Regions from separate parts of the Mus musculus genome. Here all the other regions are linked to region 2. Evidence: chromatin contacts called from public Hi-C data. All regions are on one chromosome and are shown on one strand. Each heading gives the region's core, a stretch centred on a gene start, on an enhancer-like site or on the middle of the called end of the contact. The rest is flanking DNA. Distances are from core to core; before and after follow the strand shown. Region 1 overlaps Mindy3 (MINDY lysine 48 deubiquitinase 3). Region 2 has its middle 130 kb from the start of Gm34768. Region 3 holds the start of Itga8 (integrin alpha 8).

The links. A called contact is a pair of places that touch in the nucleus more often than the background predicts.
Region 1: a Hi-C map of bone marrow-derived macrophages shows a contact between it and region 2, with 14 read pairs. The contact joins two enhancer-like sites. A contact is called at or near these places in 2 of 39 promoter capture datasets (the 3T3-L1 cell line and the C10 cell line), 18 of 484 Hi-C or Micro-C datasets (the 3T3-L1 cell line, the HPC-7 cell line, the N1E-115 cell line and 11 more), 4 of 115 datasets of contacts at active chromatin or transcription factors (bone marrow-derived dendritic cells, embryonic stem cells, heart atrium and 1 more) and 2 of 9 other capture datasets (adipose tissue and liver).
Region 3: a Hi-C map of bone marrow-derived macrophages shows a contact between it and region 2, with 36 read pairs. The contact joins the promoter of Itga8 here to the enhancer-like site in region 2. A contact is called at or near these places in 14 of 39 promoter capture datasets (the 3T3-L1 cell line, the C10 cell line, the HPC-7 cell line and 10 more), 2 of 15 datasets of contacts at CTCF or cohesin (the NIH/3T3 cell line and stem cell-derived epiblast-like cells), 48 of 484 Hi-C or Micro-C datasets (the 4T1 cell line, the CH12 cell line, ECoMG myeloid progenitors and 28 more), 22 of 115 datasets of contacts at active chromatin or transcription factors (VIP interneurons, bone marrow-derived dendritic cells, bone marrow-derived macrophages and 15 more) and 4 of 9 other capture datasets (adipose tissue, embryonic stem cells, liver and 1 more).

What each region holds. Positions count from the first base shown.
Region 1 is chr2:12,380,741-12,384,418 of GRCm38.p6, forward strand. It overlaps Mindy3 (MINDY lysine 48 deubiquitinase 3), which reads right to left. Exons shown (of 15, transcript NM_024185.4): 10 at 1,363-1,443. Among named protein-coding and RNA genes, the nearest start is that of Mindy3, 37 kb to the right of the region's middle. Within about 2 kb of position 2,106, at least 35 of the 459 cell types and tissues checked have an H3K27ac peak or open chromatin away from gene starts, as enhancers often do. A contact at or near this core is called in bone marrow-derived macrophages and liver, where this site is marked.
Region 2 is chr2:12,032,410-12,035,729 of GRCm38.p6, forward strand. No RefSeq gene overlaps it. Among named protein-coding and RNA genes, the nearest start is that of Gm34768, 130 kb to the left of the region's middle. Within about 2 kb of position 1,367, at least 31 of the 459 cell types and tissues checked have an H3K27ac peak or open chromatin away from gene starts, as enhancers often do. A contact at or near this core is called in the CH12 cell line, adipose tissue, bone marrow-derived macrophages and 5 more, where this site is marked.
Region 3 is chr2:12,300,252-12,303,673 of GRCm38.p6, forward strand. Itga8 (integrin alpha 8) reads right to left here and starts at 1,693. Exons shown (of 30, transcript NM_001001309.3): 1 at 1,326-1,693; 2 at 587-720. The coding sequence starts at 1,531. It overlaps E030013I19Rik (RIKEN cDNA E030013I19 gene), which reads left to right and starts at 995. Exons shown (of 2, transcript NR_040353.1): 1 at 995-1,338.

The DNA.
Region 1 (3,678 bases), core at 856-3,355, 350 kb after region 2:
TTTGATATAGGAAAATTCTGAATGCTCAAAAGGTCAAACTAATAATGAATAGTTCCTTTTATAATTATAAGAACAGCAAAGCTTCTAGTATTTTCTATGTAATGAAGAGTATACAAAGACTTTATATTTTAAAATATTTTAAATTGAACTCAAATGAATGTTAATAGTTTCATTTACTATTTATGTAATTTTTCCATTGATGCAGGAAGATTCTTGTACAGTATCAGCCCTGGCTATATAATAAGAGCCCTTCCCCAAAATTTCAAGTGCCCCCTCCACAAATACACTTGTATAGTTTCATATCAGTTTTCCTAATGCTAAAGAATAGGGTTGGACATAAAGTAATTGTTTTAAAAATACACTATCCATGTAAATTTAAACTGATTATCTTTTCTAGAAATATATAGTGAAATATTTGTTCGGAATTATATGTTTCCTGCTTCTGAGTTTGATTTTATCCTCCCTAATTTGAAAGGGAAATGAACAACAACGCTCATGTATCATGGTGGCCTGTACTTTTATACAGTTTCCAGGTTAAGGAAAAGTAACATGTACCTTACTCTGTAGCTGTAAGCTGGACGCTGGCTAACACAATAAAAGCAGGAAGAAAATAAAATAAAAATGAGGTTACCAGTTCAGTGAAAGTGATAGAATTCTTAGAGACGGGACCTTACCCTGGGAAACGCGTACTCCCAGAGTCTCTTGGAGTAAGGAACCTCAAGGACACACTTTTACATTGCCCGCATCAGTCCACGCTCTGACACTTTGTTCTTAACAGCATCAGAGACATTGGAAAACTTTTCATAGAGTAATGAGCACTTGTCTTGTGCTAGACACCACTAAATATCTTAGATTTAAGGCTGACAGCACTTCTAAGACCTAGGTACTGTTAAAAAGCCCTACTGTAAACACAGAGGAAAAGAGCCCAAGAGATGTTGCAAAGAAACTAGGGTTTAAATGAAGGTGTTTGATGCCAAAGCTTTTACCACCCCACTGTGGAAAATATTACGTCTTGTTAAAAAGAAAGATTTAGAAACCATTTTATGTAAGAATCTAAAATAAAACTAAAATGGTTTCTTCCACATCTCAGCAACTTCTAAACAAAATCAAAAGCCAGAGCTCTTGAGTCAGCAGAGATAAAGACATGTAATGGAGTCAGGAAGGACTTCACTGAGGTGACTCCAACCCCAGAGCAAAGCAACAGTGTTTTCTGTAGTGTGAACTGATAAGATTTCTGGGAAACATTCCATTTATTACTGGCTGGATTTTCATCTGCACAAAGATCAAACTAAATATGGACTCACAATATTACTTGTTTGGCTAATATCATTGTGGAAAAAAAAAAGTCCCCTATAAGCATACCTTGGCAAAAAATACGGTGAGGTGAGTTTCGCTGCCAACAATCCAAATAGGGAATTTTGGAGATTTCAAGTAAGAACCAACCTAGAATAAATTCAGCAAAGTAAAACAAATAAATGAAAGATTTTATGCTGTCCCTTAAATATTTGTGCAGAAATATGTGAAACATAACAGGCGTTCATTAACACTTCTTACCACAGAGGTTAGATGGTAAGTGCAGACAGGACCTGTGTCTAAGCTTATACTGCATCTTTAAACCAGACACTGCAATGCAGATCTTACATACACATGTGTCACAGCTGGAAATGAGGACTTTAGATCAAGAAATCCTATATAAGATTGTGCCACAAAGCTTCTAAGCACTTCATTTGTGACTGAGAAAAAGTTTAATTTTGAGCACATAAGACAGATTTACACAGCCTATCATGTTTACACCAACTGACTCTACACTTCCATGAGGACACTTCCTTTGAAAACAATGAATCTTCGCAATCTCCTTTGCTTTTCCTCCTCAGACTGGGAAACTGTAAGAAATGACCTACAGCACTCAGGGCACATTATCCTTTTCTATTTAGCCAGCAGCCCCTATTTTAGCAGCACAACAGCCCTTGGGAATTTACTCTCACCATGAGGTGGAAAACAGGAACTCTTGTATTCATGGCAGAAAACTTAGTTCCCTTGCCCTATGAAAGCAGGGATGAGTCAGCTGCGCTAACATGCAACAGAATGCCCACCAAATAGGAAGGCTCCTTTGAGGGCAGTGGAGAGGAAATGAGTGAGGAAAGGGCAGCTGCTCAGTTAGTCGATGTGGCTGTGGAGCTGAGCAACAAGAGACCTCGCTTGAGAGAGTACAGAGAGGTGCATGGTGGCAGGCAGGGCCTGGCTGAACTTAAGCACCAACTGCAGAGCTAGAATCACAAACAGTTGCCCGGGCACCTAGACTGAGTCACAGACTGGACATTCTAGCTGCTGCTTAATTTCTCTTAGAAAAGGCAAGTGTGCTTCACTTAAGGTAGAGGTTTAAAAGGGGGGTGTAAAATGTTATAGTTGAAACCGCTGAACTAATGGTGCATTTGATCATAAAATCAGTCACCACAGTACACAACATTGTCCTTATTTTGGAAATCAAAGTGCTCTAATAGCTGAATAGAATTACCGTGTGGCCAGGCAATTTAATCCTGAGTACACCATAATGTAAAAACATATGGCTATAAAAATAATATGTGGACAAATGTTCACAGTAGCAGTATTTATAACAGCTAAAATTGGAAATTATCACTCTGAAGTCTTAAATATGAATCATGAAGATATTTCCATAATGAAGGGAGGTAGGTGTGGCCGTAAAGGGAAAAGGAGAGGCTGATGCATAGTTCTGAATTATGTTCAAAGGGTTAGATGGCTAAGTATTAAAAACACCCAAATTAAGTTCTTAGCAATCAGAACAATTGCTTCTGCAAATCATGTTAGACTAGGCTAATCTGTTCTTCTTCCTGAGACTACTAAGGTAAATAATTAATGATAAAGCCTCCTTATAAAGGCAGAGAGAGAGAGAGAGAGAGAGAGAGAGAGAGAGAATGAATAGAGAAGACTCTAGCTACTCTATTCTTCAGGACAAATTACATTTAAAGTTTTACAATAGGAACAGGATTTTGTTTTTTTTTTAATGTATAGTTTGAAACATCTATGAGTTAATGGGTGGAAACAGATTGATACACTATAAAACAAGAGTGGTCTCAACATAGAAAGAAAGAAATTACTAATACACAGGTGAAGGAACCCACAGAGCCAGAAAGTTGAACTGTGATTTCTGGTGTGAGGAAGAAGGAGTGGCTGCCCGGTTAGACCTACTCTTGGGGGAGTGGGGTGTGTGTATGTGAGGAAAACCTTCCAGAACTAGGTAAGGACGATGGTTGCACAGCTTTACAAATATAGCAACATCCACAGAACCATATACATCCAAAATGGTGATCTTTATGAGATATAAGTTATGCTTTCTTATTTTTAAACACACCGCTAAAAGCATCATTCTTTATTGGTGTGTGCATGTGTGTGTAGAAAGGTTATAAATAGGTATTGCTTCATTTATGTACCTAAATATATATGCTGAAAATAAATTAAATGATAGTGTCATTATTAGAAAGCAATCTGTTCCACTCTCAGAGAATGGAGAAATGTTTAGATTTATAACATTTATTCAAACATAATTCATTCCCTTTGTGCCATTCCCCTAATTATCTGGTGAAACGTAAGTAAATACGTGTTGGCTGAGAACTTGCATACTGCTGAGGTTACCTATAGCATTTTAGACACCGACTATTG
Region 2 (3,320 bases), core at 117-2,616:
CCTGAGACTGAAGCCACCACAGTTTCATGTCAGCCCTGGAATTTTAGTTAATTTTTTTCATTGTTAAAATACTTTGCAGAAGCAACTCATGGGCAGAATTTATTTTTTCCCTCATAGCCCATAATGGCAAAGAAGACATAGTGAAGTTCAGGGTGATGGAGTTTATACAGAGATTCCTCATGTCTTGATGAATCAGCGAGTGGACAGTGGAAAACACTGGACTCATTGGCCTTTCTCTATTTTGCCTCTTTTATTTTAGGTCCCCAGCCCAAGTGACACAGTCAGTGTGTGGCTCTGGTCACAGCTGCCTGAAATGTGAAGTCGAGTACTAAAGGGGTCAGTGAGAGATCTCAAGGGGTGTGGCTCACTAGCATCTGCCCCCAAGGACAAGTGAGTTATGTAGCACAGAGTGCAAATGTACTTAAGATAGCCCAAAGTGAGTGAGATTCTTTCAGCGGTAGGGTGTTGTAGGTTGCTGGGGCAGGAACTGACAGGTGTTTCTAGATTTCTTCAGACTCTAGTGAGAATCACTCATGACATCATCACAGGTGAAGTGAAGGAATGTGGTGATATGCAACTCTAGTAACAGGGACATGGTTTCTATACTCTAGAGCCTGAAGTCAAGAAGTCCTAAGGAACACTTAATTCAGCTTAATGTTAGATCACTTCAGAGCTAGGGAGATGGCTCAGAACCCTCAGAATCTATGTTAACAACAAACAGAAAAGCCATGAGCAGTAGCGTGTGCCTCGGGTTCAGTCTTGGAACTCAGCAGAGAGAAGATAGTAGGTACCCCGGAAGTCATGTGTTAGTCAGTCAAGCCAACCCAGTGAGCTATGGGTTGATGAGTATTGATCGAAGAAGACAACATTGACATCTAGCCACTACAAATACATACATGTGCATATGACACGTGTACACATACACAAGCACATACACACACACACTGATTGTGGGGTTAGTGAGTATGGTGTGGGAAAGCACAGTTGACAGAGGTTGTAACATCAAGTTAACATCATGGACTACCTAGGGCTCCCTTAAAACAAAGTCAGCATGATAGATTCAGAGACAGAACGATTCCCATCCAGCTTGCAGAACAAGACACAGTGACTTAGCGGCCCAGAAGAAACAAGGATTTCCTGCTAAGCCAGGACTCTGAGCCAAAGCTGACCACCCACTGTCATCTGCTGTCTTGGGAGAGAGAACAAGCCCTTTGCCTCCACCCCTCGAAGCAGCGGCACTGACCCCCTAGCTTCAGAGCTTCTGTCTGGAGTCTTCCTGATGGATGCTTGGGGAGGAAGCAGCGCCCTCAACTTTGAATGTGGTTAATAGCGTTCTCATGACTTTTGAAATGCTTGAGGTCTGCTCCGTCACCTCTTCTGATTAGGGCTGGACATTTGGAGTCTGCATGGCTGGCTTCCTGCACACCAGGCAGGGAGGCTGAGCTACTGTCAGCAATTCCAGGAGGTCAGTGGGTCTCTGTTCTCCTCATTGTCTTCCTGTCCCCCGAAGCAGCGTTTTGAATAAACAGCTCTTTCCTCTCAAAATCCAAGGCATAAAAAAGCCTGCTGATTCCCCCCTTGCTGCTGTACTAGTTTCATTTCCTGTTTTCTAGTGGGGCATTCCCTCTGAGTCCTTTTGGGGTGCACCATCGTGACTAGCAGGAATGGGTCAAACATACCCCAGCTTTAATCCTCTTCCATTTTGGGGAACGGTCTTAGTTACAGGAATCTGTTCTTGGAAAGATGCTATTATTTTTTAAAGGGCTTTTTCCTTGTAACAATCAAGATTTAAAACATTCCACCAAGAAATCTTTCCATTCTTGGTCATGCTTGATATCATGCGTCACTTGGAATTGGATGAAGATAATTAAAACAAGCAGCAGACTCAAATACATGCAGAAATATCAAGACTGCTCAGAGCCGGGGCCGGCAGAGAAAGCTGGCGTCTCTCATCAGCCATGCCTCTGTTCTGTTTCCCCGTTATTATTGGCTCCATCAATGGCCCCATACGTCTGCACCAGCAGCAGACATGCGTGCACTACTCAACTACGCGACTGCTAACTATACACAGTTCCCCAGATTTTTTGATGATGGCTTCTTTAGGACAAACAAACATAAAATGCTTGGAGTTTTAAAAAAAAGGTTCTTAAAATGTAAATAACATGTTGAATACCAGTCTGACTGCCGCATGATTAAAAATCATTCAATTTTCTTGTTTATCCCAAGTTCATCTCTTGGAAACCACGGAACCTGGTGACTCCGAAGCTATGCGCTTACTTAGCTTCCTCTCTGGGAGGCATCTATTTGACTTTTTTTTTTTTTTTCCTGTATGACTATATCCAGAGATGGGAAAATTCGGCATTGTTTACCCTTTGGTCCTTTTATTTCATTTATTGAGCTAAATGGTAGTAATTCCATTTTCTTGAGGCTAAATTCAGTCTCTCTTCTGATTCGCTGCTTGCATGAGTCTTTTCCTTACTCATGTGAGGGCTTCCTAGCAGTCTCCCCGTTTTCATTCTTGTTCCTCCATTGCTCAGTTTCCATGTAACAGCATGTGAACGTTTAAAGTAAAGGAGAACTATTGTAAGAGGAGGTTTGGAGTATTCGACTTTGTAAAACTTCCCCATGACTCCATGTATGATTTGCCACGCTTTTCAAGGCCCCTGGTTTTTCCTCTGGCCTTACACTTACAACCACCACCTTCTGAAATTCAACAATATATTGCCCTTCTAAACCATCACCAAAATACAGGTTTAAAACAATTTCGTGATCATGGGGTGGGAGAGATAGATGGCTCATTGGTTAAGAGTGACTTGCTCACTGGACTGGAAGTCAAATCCCAACATCTACCATGGGCAGTTCCCAAATGCCTGGAACCTATAGCTCCAGGGACCCTTAGACTTCTTCTGGTTTCCCCAGACCCCCACCCACATAGTTCTGTGTACCCTCACCCAGAGGCACATACAGACACATGTGCACTCATGCATAGTAGACATTTAAAGAAAACATTTTTATAGTCTCAAAACCATTATAATACTGTTTTTAGTCAATGTCTATTCTGAATCCACATACTAAGCAAGCACTAATTTTTGTTTGTAAATGTTTCCTTTCTATACCTCTTATAAATACAGTAATGTAAATATGCACTCCACAGTATTTAACTTCTCTTATTAAACATCAGTTCTGTTTTCATTCATTCATGTTTCAGTATTTATTAACATTTCATTCCTTTTAATTGATGGAAAATATCTCATGGTACAGATACACTAGATACTTTTTAATCTGCTCACTAGTTGATGGATACATATCTGGCATATATA
Region 3 (3,422 bases), core at 443-2,942, 270 kb after region 2:
AGATGAAATGGTATTTTCCCTTTAATTAAATAAGAAACATCTGTCTGGGGGATTTTTGGAAATGAATATAATCCATCCACACTCTGCCTGTAGTATTTTGCATCTAATGTCCAGTATTTTGAAAGAAAATTCTTTCTGTAAAGAATTAGAATGTCAAGCACCCCAGGTTGCAGTCTGGATCTACTACAGGGCAAGTCTCACCTCCGGACTTGGGAACTAGAGAATTACAAATACTCCAAGCGAGTCCTTTATCAGTCTCCACCTCTATATTTGAGGACCAACCCGATTCTCTATAGTGTAGGTTATTTTGTAACTCTGGCCGGCCTCGAACTCACAGACACCAGCCTGCCTCTGCCAACCAAGTATTAAGCCTGTGCTCCCCTCCCCTCACAGCTGTGGGTTTCTACTGGTCCCAAGCACCTCCTCCCCTAGTGTTCACCTCTGAACAGTAGGGAAACGGATGTTACCAGATGCATCCAAACACTCAGATTTACATTAGGAGGGGGGGAAAGAACACTAAATTGCCGCGAGGAATGGCTCTGGTTCTTTTCAACCAGGGGCCACACTACAGGTTAGCATCACTTACTGGTGGTGTCAAACGGTATCTGCTTGCACTGTGCAGACCTCTCTGAGGGCCAGGGACAGTAGTAGACAGCTCCCCCTTCTACGATATCCGGCTGGCTAGTGTTGGCTTTGGGTGCCCCCACTAAGACACTGGCTCTGCAAAGAGATTGGAGAAAGTCACTCCTCTGGGAACATTTACCCGTGTGCCCAGTCTGTAGAAGCATGCCCACCGGACTGCGGCAGCAGCGGCAGGCACAAACAGGTTTATTGTGGAAAGACTGCCAAACTTGATTTCCTCTTTGGAAGCCTATGAGCACCAGAAACCTGGTTTTGGAAGAGGCTGCTAATGGTTCTGCCTGTCTAGGTGGAGGTAGGTGGAGACTGTGATGGGGAAGGCAGATCCCAACTGTCTGCAACCTAAGGCGCTATGAGATTCCGTAGGAACAGACTGCGCGGTCCTTATTTTAAAACTGACCTGAGTCTGTCCCGCCCCACTCTCTCCTTTGTATAATGCTCTTGTCTTTGAATCCGAACTTATATACCAGTGGAGCATCTCCAATCCCAGATTCATGGGCACATCTATTTAGCATAAGTCAGGAGGAAAGATGTTGGTAGCAGGCAAAGAGCAGAATCCGACCCGGAGTGGGCAGTTGCCTGAAATATCAGACATCCTTTCCTCCTGGCTGCGGAGACCTCTGAGAGACAGAGACAGGACCTGGAATCGCGCGCCACCAAGCCACCAACCCAACCCAGCAACTTACGTGCGCGCATCAGGTATGTAGAAGTCCAGTGAGTAGCCGAAGTAGCTGCCCTCGGGGCCACTGTACACAGTGAGCTTGTCCACATCCAAGTTGAACGCCAGACACGCAGGGGACCACAGCATCCCCAGCGCGGCCGAGACGCAACAGAGACGCGCGAACGGAGGTGCCCGGTTCCCCGGGGGACCACAGTGGGTTCCCGCAGACATCGCCCTCCTTCCCGAACGCTGTTCACCCGGGATCGGGAGCCGTGGAGCCCAGAGGAGAAGGCCTGACGCTCCCCAGAGGCCGGTGTCCCGGGTCGGTGAGCTAGGAGCGTCCACAGTGACAGTCCTCTCGCCCTGTGCGGCCCGCCGACCCCGCTGCTCTGGGCTTGCAGCAGCGGATCCCGCGCTCGACCCTCTCCAGCCCCTGGCTGGGGCCGGCGCGCTCTTCGCGCCCTCTAGCGGCTAGTTCTCAGGCTGCAGGACGGAGCTTGCGGTCTAGGACCGGGCAAGTGCCTGTTGAGCCCGCTAGATTTCGAGTCTCTAGTTTAAGGACCATCTAAATTTTATGGATGTCACCTCAAGTCATTGTTTTGGAGAAGCGGTGTTCCATATGCGGCGAGAATTTAATGATTTCCCAATATTGCGCAGCTCGGATACAAGCATACAAAAGAGTATACCAACTCCAGAAAAGAGTGGTTATATGGCTGTCACCTCTACCTTTGAGGGTAAATCAGTTTCTTCCTCAGTAAATGGGATTTGATAATGGAATGTAAGAACCCTCTTCCTCTCCTATTCCGCTGACATACTAATACAAAAATCCTGTAGGTTTTCTCAGTCTTTCTCAAGGGCATCTCTGGCACATTGTATGATTTGGTATAAACCTCTATCCTATGAGGTTGTGATGAAGGACTGCAAAGTCAGAAATGCTGCAGTTAACAGTTTTCAAAAGCAGGGCTTGGGAGTGAAAGTTTGAGACAACAGGATCTCTTCCTCACCAGTACTAGTTGTTGATCTTTCGAGGAGCCCGAAGGTGAAGGGAGCAGACTAGAACTGTGTGTATAAATGGTTTTTTATAAATACAAACTTTTCAGGACATAGATTGGTGATAAAAAAAACAACATGACTCTGAGGTCACACAGAATTTAAGTGTAGGCAAAGAAGTGTGGGACATGGTGACACATACCTGAAATCCCAACACTGTTTTGTTTGGGGGCAGGGGCTGTAATAAGAGGATCTTTTGTTGGACAGCCTGGGCTAACCTAACAAGTTCAAGACTAGCCTGAGAAGGCTGTGTTAAATATATATATATATATATATATATATATATATATATATATATATACACACACACACGTGTGTGTGTGTGTGAGAGAGAGACAGAGACAGAGACAGAGACAGAGAGACAGAGAGAGAGACAGAGAAGGGGCAAGCTGTTTCTGGGTAATTTCAGGAAAGTTGGAAACAAATTTAGATGTAGACAAGAATTTGAATAGGAGACTTAGATTTGGACCTCCCGGAAGCAGATGAGGGAAACACTGAAGGCACTAATCTCCTAGCATTAGATGACCATGTACAAGATCGTAGTGAAAAGGAGTATCCAAGGAGTGGTCTGAAATAGGGCTGGATGGATCCTGAGACCAGGGATCCAGGCAAAAGTAGCCAAAGCAGAAATATGATAGGCACCAGAGATTCAAATGTCCAGTGGCAAGTCATCTGAATAAAAAGAAAGCAGGGATGGACAAGGGAATCCCAACCTGGTTGACAAGACAAAAGGAGAAAAGGGCCATGAAAGTTAAGGAAAAGGCTGAGATTGGGGGAGGATGCACAGCAGAAAGGATCTAAGCTGAGTCTTAAGTTACCTACTTAGGAGAAAATAAGTGAAGTGAGTGGATGAATAAGATGCCAACTTACTCATCTAAGAATAATTAGTACCACTTCCTACAACTGGGGGACCCATCAGAAGGTTGATACAATTTGAGTAGACTAGACAAAAATCTCAGCCTACTAGGAAAAAAAAAATGGTTTCTCATCCATTTTCCTTCATAACCCACTCTGTAGAGTAATTTCAATTTTGTGTTTCTACTTGTCCCTATTTAAAAATCAAAACAAGCAG